Linked DNA regions of Pan troglodytes: region 2 is linked to region 1. A link is a contact called in public Hi-C data. All regions are on one chromosome and are shown on one strand. The core of a region is the stretch at or near the end of the contact, and the rest is flanking DNA. Distances in the headings are between cores, read along the strand shown.

Evidence for each region. Hi-C and Micro-C count contacts between places; a contact is called where the count stands out from the background.
Region 2: a contact with region 1 is called in a Hi-C map of stem cell-derived neural progenitor cells, with 4 times the contacts expected there. The contact joins the enhancer-like site here to the promoter of GSK3B in region 1. A contact is called at or near these places in 1 of 7 Hi-C or Micro-C datasets (stem cell-derived neural progenitor cells) and 1 of 1 datasets of contacts at active chromatin or transcription factors (stem cell-derived excitatory neurons).

The regions. Positions count from the first base shown.
Region 1 is chr2:123,397,032-123,399,731 of NHGRI_mPanTro3-v2.0_pri, forward strand. It overlaps GSK3B (glycogen synthase kinase 3 beta), which reads right to left and starts at 1,291. Exons shown (of 10, transcript XM_016941724.4): 1 at 1-1,291.
Region 2 is chr2:123,711,041-123,713,740 of NHGRI_mPanTro3-v2.0_pri, forward strand. All of the region lies in intron 2 of FSTL1 (follistatin like 1), which reads right to left. Among named protein-coding and RNA genes, the nearest start is that of MIR198, 20 kb to the left of the region's middle. Within about 2 kb of position 1,296, at least 11 of the 24 cell types and tissues checked have an H3K27ac peak or open chromatin away from gene starts, as enhancers often do. A contact at or near this core is called in stem cell-derived neural progenitor cells, where this site is marked.

The DNA.
Region 1 (2,700 bases), core at 41-2,540:
TCCTTCCTTCCTTTGTCACTTGGCCCGGGCGGCGGCGGCGGCGGCGGCACAAGCCCGCATTCGCCCGGGTCAGGGGCTGCTCTGTGTGAGGAGCGCTGTCTGCGCAGCCGCCTTGCACTTCCCCACTCCTCCTCCCCCCTCCTACTCGTCCTCCACCTCCTTCCTCCCCCACCCAGCCTTACACCGCCCAGCGCCCCGCCGCCCGCGTAACAGGCGTCTGGGAATCGCCGGCCGAGCCCCACGCTCGCCCGCTTCGGCTGGGAGCCGAAGCCCGAACGGAGCCAATCACGGACGTCGTTTGTTTGCGGCTCCTCCCGGAAAAAGCCGATCAGCCTGAGAAACCAATTAGAAAGTGACGCTGGGAAACCACGCCCACAGAGCGGAAAATGCCGAAGGTAGCCGAACGGAAAGGGTGAATTCGCCTTGTTCGGTGGCTGGCTGGAGGAGACATTCGACAATGGCAACAGTGGCCAATCAGAGTCGCCGGCCCTTACGAAGAGGCTTGAAGAGTTGAGGACGGTGAAACCCAGAGACGCTGGTGAAACTGCACGGCTGGGCGCCGCCGCCGCTTTGTGATTGGCTGGAAAACTCCGCTGGGAGCGTACCTCCTTCGGTGATTGGTGAAGAGAAGGGGGCTTCCGAGGACAGTCTGGCCAGTCAGGACTTCCCCTCCCTCTCCAAGGTGGGGAGAAGAAAGCGAAGGGAGGGCGTCTATAAAGCGCTGTCTCATTGGCCTGAAGCTTAGGCGCTGGAGTTGGGGCAAAAGGGAGAGGGAGGGAGCCCGAAACTCGCGGCGGCGGCCAATCGGCTCTCACTGCCGTCCAATCGCAAGACCTAGCTGCAGTGTGATTGGCCTTCGGCCCCGGTCCCAGGAGCGGGGAGATGCCTGACTCGGGTCGTGGCTGACGACCGGACGGTTCGCCTGCGGCCGCCTCCAACAACAGTGGAAACCGCACACACGGACCGCGGGCCCTCGGTGCAGCAAATCGGAAAGTGCTGCGGTCGGCGGCCCTGGGCTCTGAGCGCTCAAGCGAGCAGAGGGGTGGAGGGGCTCTCCCCACCCACAGGAGGCTCTCGGCGGGGCGCAGCCAATTCTGCGCGCCCAAGGCCCCCCTCTGCCCTGGATCGCGTGTGCCGAGTGTCGGCCTCTTCCCCGAAAGGGCCAGACGGACCAAGGGGGCCTTCCCAGCCGGCTGCAAGCTCTCAGACGCTAAAATGGGAACAAAGCTTCCAGAAAGGCAGCGCCTTTGGGCGGCCGCGCCCCGCCCAGCTGCGGGGGCCATTGATACAGAGGCTTGCTGCGCTCGGTGTGCGCGGCCCGGCCGGGCCTCTGGAAACGCCCATGAGAAATGAGCTCATGCTGGATGCGCGCGCTCCTTGGGCGCAACTGCCCAGCGCAAAACGGGCCCCGAAAGCAGGTGAGGGGAAATGCCGTCAGGCCGGATATCCTGAAGCCTCCGAGGAAATGGGGGGGTCAGAGGAGCCCGTGGTAGCTTTGGATCTTTTGGAACTAGGGTGATCTATAAAAGTGCAGCTTGAGAAGATTTCATACGTAAGACCAGCGTCCATTGTTCTACCATAGAACCAGTTCCTTTGGTCTGCTTTAGAACAGTGAGGTATGGCTACGTCAAGATAACAGAAAGTAGAACAGACAGTTGCCATCCTGATTGTAATCCAGTGGTGCCTGTAATTTCTACCTGCAGAGTCATCTCTTTCTGTTAAGATGCTGTCTCCAGAAAGCACATGTAAAAGGACCTATATTTGATCAGATTACCTGGCTCTTGCTTTGAAACACTGATGAAGGACTTGGGACAGAACAAAGTAAGCTTTGATGGAAGACAGGAAAGGTCTAGATAGTGTTTGCAGATTCAAATGGCTTACAGAGGCCAGACAAGTAAAGCAAATGAGTGAGACTGGCCTTGTGTAAGACAATGGGGAATGATAGGGAAAATGGCAAATTGGAATATCCATGCCATAACTAAAAGGAACAGTTGCTCAGCTCTAGCAGATTGTTGCCCTCAGGAATGTGGGTCCAGTGTTCTCAGATGTTCAATTTTTTTCCTCCCAAAAGAAACCCCAAAATTGGATTTTTGTGTGAAATCTCTGCATTTTTAAATGTTGGTAACCAAATTTTCAAACCCTGCAGGCCAACCTAAAAACATCCCTTGGCCGATGAGGCATTGGAAAAAGTGTTAATAATTGTTAGGGGCCCGATAGCAGTAGGAGGGTGAAAACAAAATGGTTTGGGACCTTAAATAATTGAAATGTATCTTTATTTATTTATTTATTTTTGAGACGGAGTTTCACTCTTGTTGCCCAGGCTGGAGTGCAGTGGCGCGATCTCGGCTCACCGCAACCTCCGCCTCCCCGATTCAAGTGATTCTCCTGCCTCAGCCTCCCAAGTAGTTGGGATCACAGGCATGTGCCACCATGCCAGCTACTTTTGTATTTTTAGTAGAGACGGGGTTTCTTCATGTTGGTCAGGCTGGTCTCGAACTCCCGACCTCAGGTGATCTGCCTGCCTCAGCCTCACAGAGTATCGGGATTACAGGCGTAAGCCACCACACCGGGCCGGTTGAAATTTATCTTTAAAATAGTGCACCTTTAATCCTTTTTTTATTTCTGTGTGTATCTTATAATGTGCATATCATGTTAGCTCAAGATCAAGAGTTTATGGACAAGCCAGGCGTGGTGGCTTAT
Region 2 (2,700 bases), core at 46-2,545, 310 kb after region 1:
TCTTTCAGGCTTGGGCTTTGCTCTGGAGTCATGGCTCATGGTCTTAAACAGCTAGATGTTGGGTCTTAAACAGCTGTTGGAGACGTTGCCTCCAACAGCTAGTGCCCTACTCCCAGATACTGCTTCAGCCCAGGTTCAGGTACTTCTGAGTCCCTAATATGTTTCTCAAAGAGCAAGAGTTCCTTTCTTGCATGCTTCCTTTCTTCTAAAAATGCTTGTTGAGCACCAATTTTATGCCAACGCTACGCGAAGGGATGGAGATACAAAGGACAGACCCTGTCCTCAGGAAGCTCCATGACTCTCAGAGGAAACTCACAAAGAGACATTTGGAAAACAACACAGGAAGTGCAAGAACAGGATCACCAGGGAGCTGGAGGAGAGGAAGAGGGTGAGAATTTTTCAAAGGATACTTTCTGAAGATACTAGGTCTTAACTGATTCTTAAAGGGTGAGAGGAGTCAGTCAGGCAGAAATGGAAACATTGTAGAGAACTATGACTATCTGAAGGACCCAAACCTGACTGAATGGTGTTCAAGGCATTATCATCTCAAAGGGCAAAAGAAGGATGGCTAAACCATTGGAAACGTGGATTCGCTATTTTTGCTATGGTCCCATTTAGCCCCTACCTATGTCTGCCACTGTCTTCAAGATTAAGAGGGCGAAGCTGCCTGAAAGTAGAACTATTCTCAAATCATTTGCTAGTCAGGCATTCCCCTGTTCAGACGTGTGCAGCAGAACTGACAAGGCAGGGAATGGTCTCAGTGTATGCCACCTGAGAATGTGGGGGTATTGACAGGCACTGATCTGTTGGTGGCTCATCCCTTCCCTCCCATTCACTGGTGGCAGAAAGCCAGCCCCACCTCATTCACCACTCAACCCAGGGGTAGTGGTGGTTACATGAAGGAGAATGTGATTTCCCCAGCTTCTCATCCTGACTGGCTGGGCAGGCAAAATCACGAAAGACCTCCAGACTCAAGGCTACTGGGCTAGATGCTGTGACAAAACCAACAAAGACTGCAGGAGGCACGATGGGGTCATGGGGCTGGCTGTGGTAAGGCAGGGATGGAACCAGACAGTCCACCCTCCAGGCCATGTCTACCACATTATGCAGAGAACTCACACCCACAAGTCTTGTAACAGTACAATTCTTATAGTTGGTGAATGTTTTATACTTAAGATTAGGGGAAAAAAGCAAAAAGAAAGAAGAGGCTTTCGAGCTGAGGTGCTGTATCCAATACAGCTAGTCTGCTGCCACCCAGAGGCTGCTCTGCAAACTCCAGGTTATTATTTTCTGTCCCAAGCCAGCTTGCTGGTCATGCAGGGCTCCCATTGGTCTAGAAGCCGTTCTCAGCTCACATTTCATTGGTTCACATGCTGTTGATAAACCAATTTTTTTTTGAATGTTGCTAAGGCGAATTCAAGAAAGCTAGCAGGCGGGGAAGAAAGAGGAAGTAATTCCCAGAAGTCTGCGGGGATTGGAGAGCTTTTGTTTTCCTAAACAGAGAGTGGAGATAAAAATCAAGGATATTCTCCAGGCAGGGCCCTCTTGTGGAAACTGTGCCTGACAATGTAAGGCAACACGAAAAAGGAAGAGGAAAAGGTTTTTGCTGACGAGTTGTAAAAAACCTCAGATATGTTTACCTTTTCCTCTCCCAAAAAAACGACACCCTAGCCAAGGGATTCAGACAAATACGCACCCTCCTGTTGGTGTGTCCCATGAGTTATGGACACACAAATGCATAAAAAAGCATGCTCAGACACATGCCTGCACTCAAAGACACCCGCACACAGCTCCACAGGCAAACACCCACAAACCTCCACTCACTAGTCTCTGTCCTTAACTAGTAATTTTCATTCTTTAAGGCTCACATGTCCTCATCTATAAAGTAGGGGTAAATGCCAACCCTGCCCTGCGGAGATTCAGTGAGATACATGTGGAAGTACCAACTGTAAAACAAGCTGCATATGAAACCTGTTATTCATGGGAATGCCTTATAGAGCTACTTGCAGAAAAGCCTGTGGCATGTATGGAACCTCCTTTTAACTTACATTGTTGTTTTTAGTAAGTATTAAAAATGGATTGAATTAAACCAAGTCATTTTTCAGGAATAGTTCTCAAAAATCCATTTGAAGAAACAGATAACTTTTGAGTTATAACAACTAATATTTGAATAGTACAATTTACAAAATGTTTTCATACACATGATTTTGTCTTATAGGGAAACCCTGCAAGAATAGGTATATTATTATAAACCCTATTCCATAGATGAGGAAATTGAAGACCAGAAAGGTCAGATAACTTGCCCAAGTTTCCAAAGCTAGAAATGAGAGGAGCTAGGATTCCAACTCGTATCTTCAACCACTGATAACTAAACTCCCATTTATAAATATCCGGCATCCTACTAAGTTATTTTTATTATATGTGATTTAAGCTCTTCAATAACTCCCTAAGTTAGACATCATTACTAGCCCCATTTCACAGGTGAGAGAGCGGAGGCTTAAATAACTAGAAAGTGGCAGGGCTAGAATTCTGCCCAATCAAAGGGAAAGCAGTTTATATTTGATTTATTTTCATATCCAGATGACGTAAGGAAATTATGATGGGGGTGTGAGTTGCATAATTAGCAAGTGTCGGGAGAATGTGCGTTAAGAGTGCGTCAGAGATTTAGGTTTAAATTACCCACATCCCACCTCTATTCCT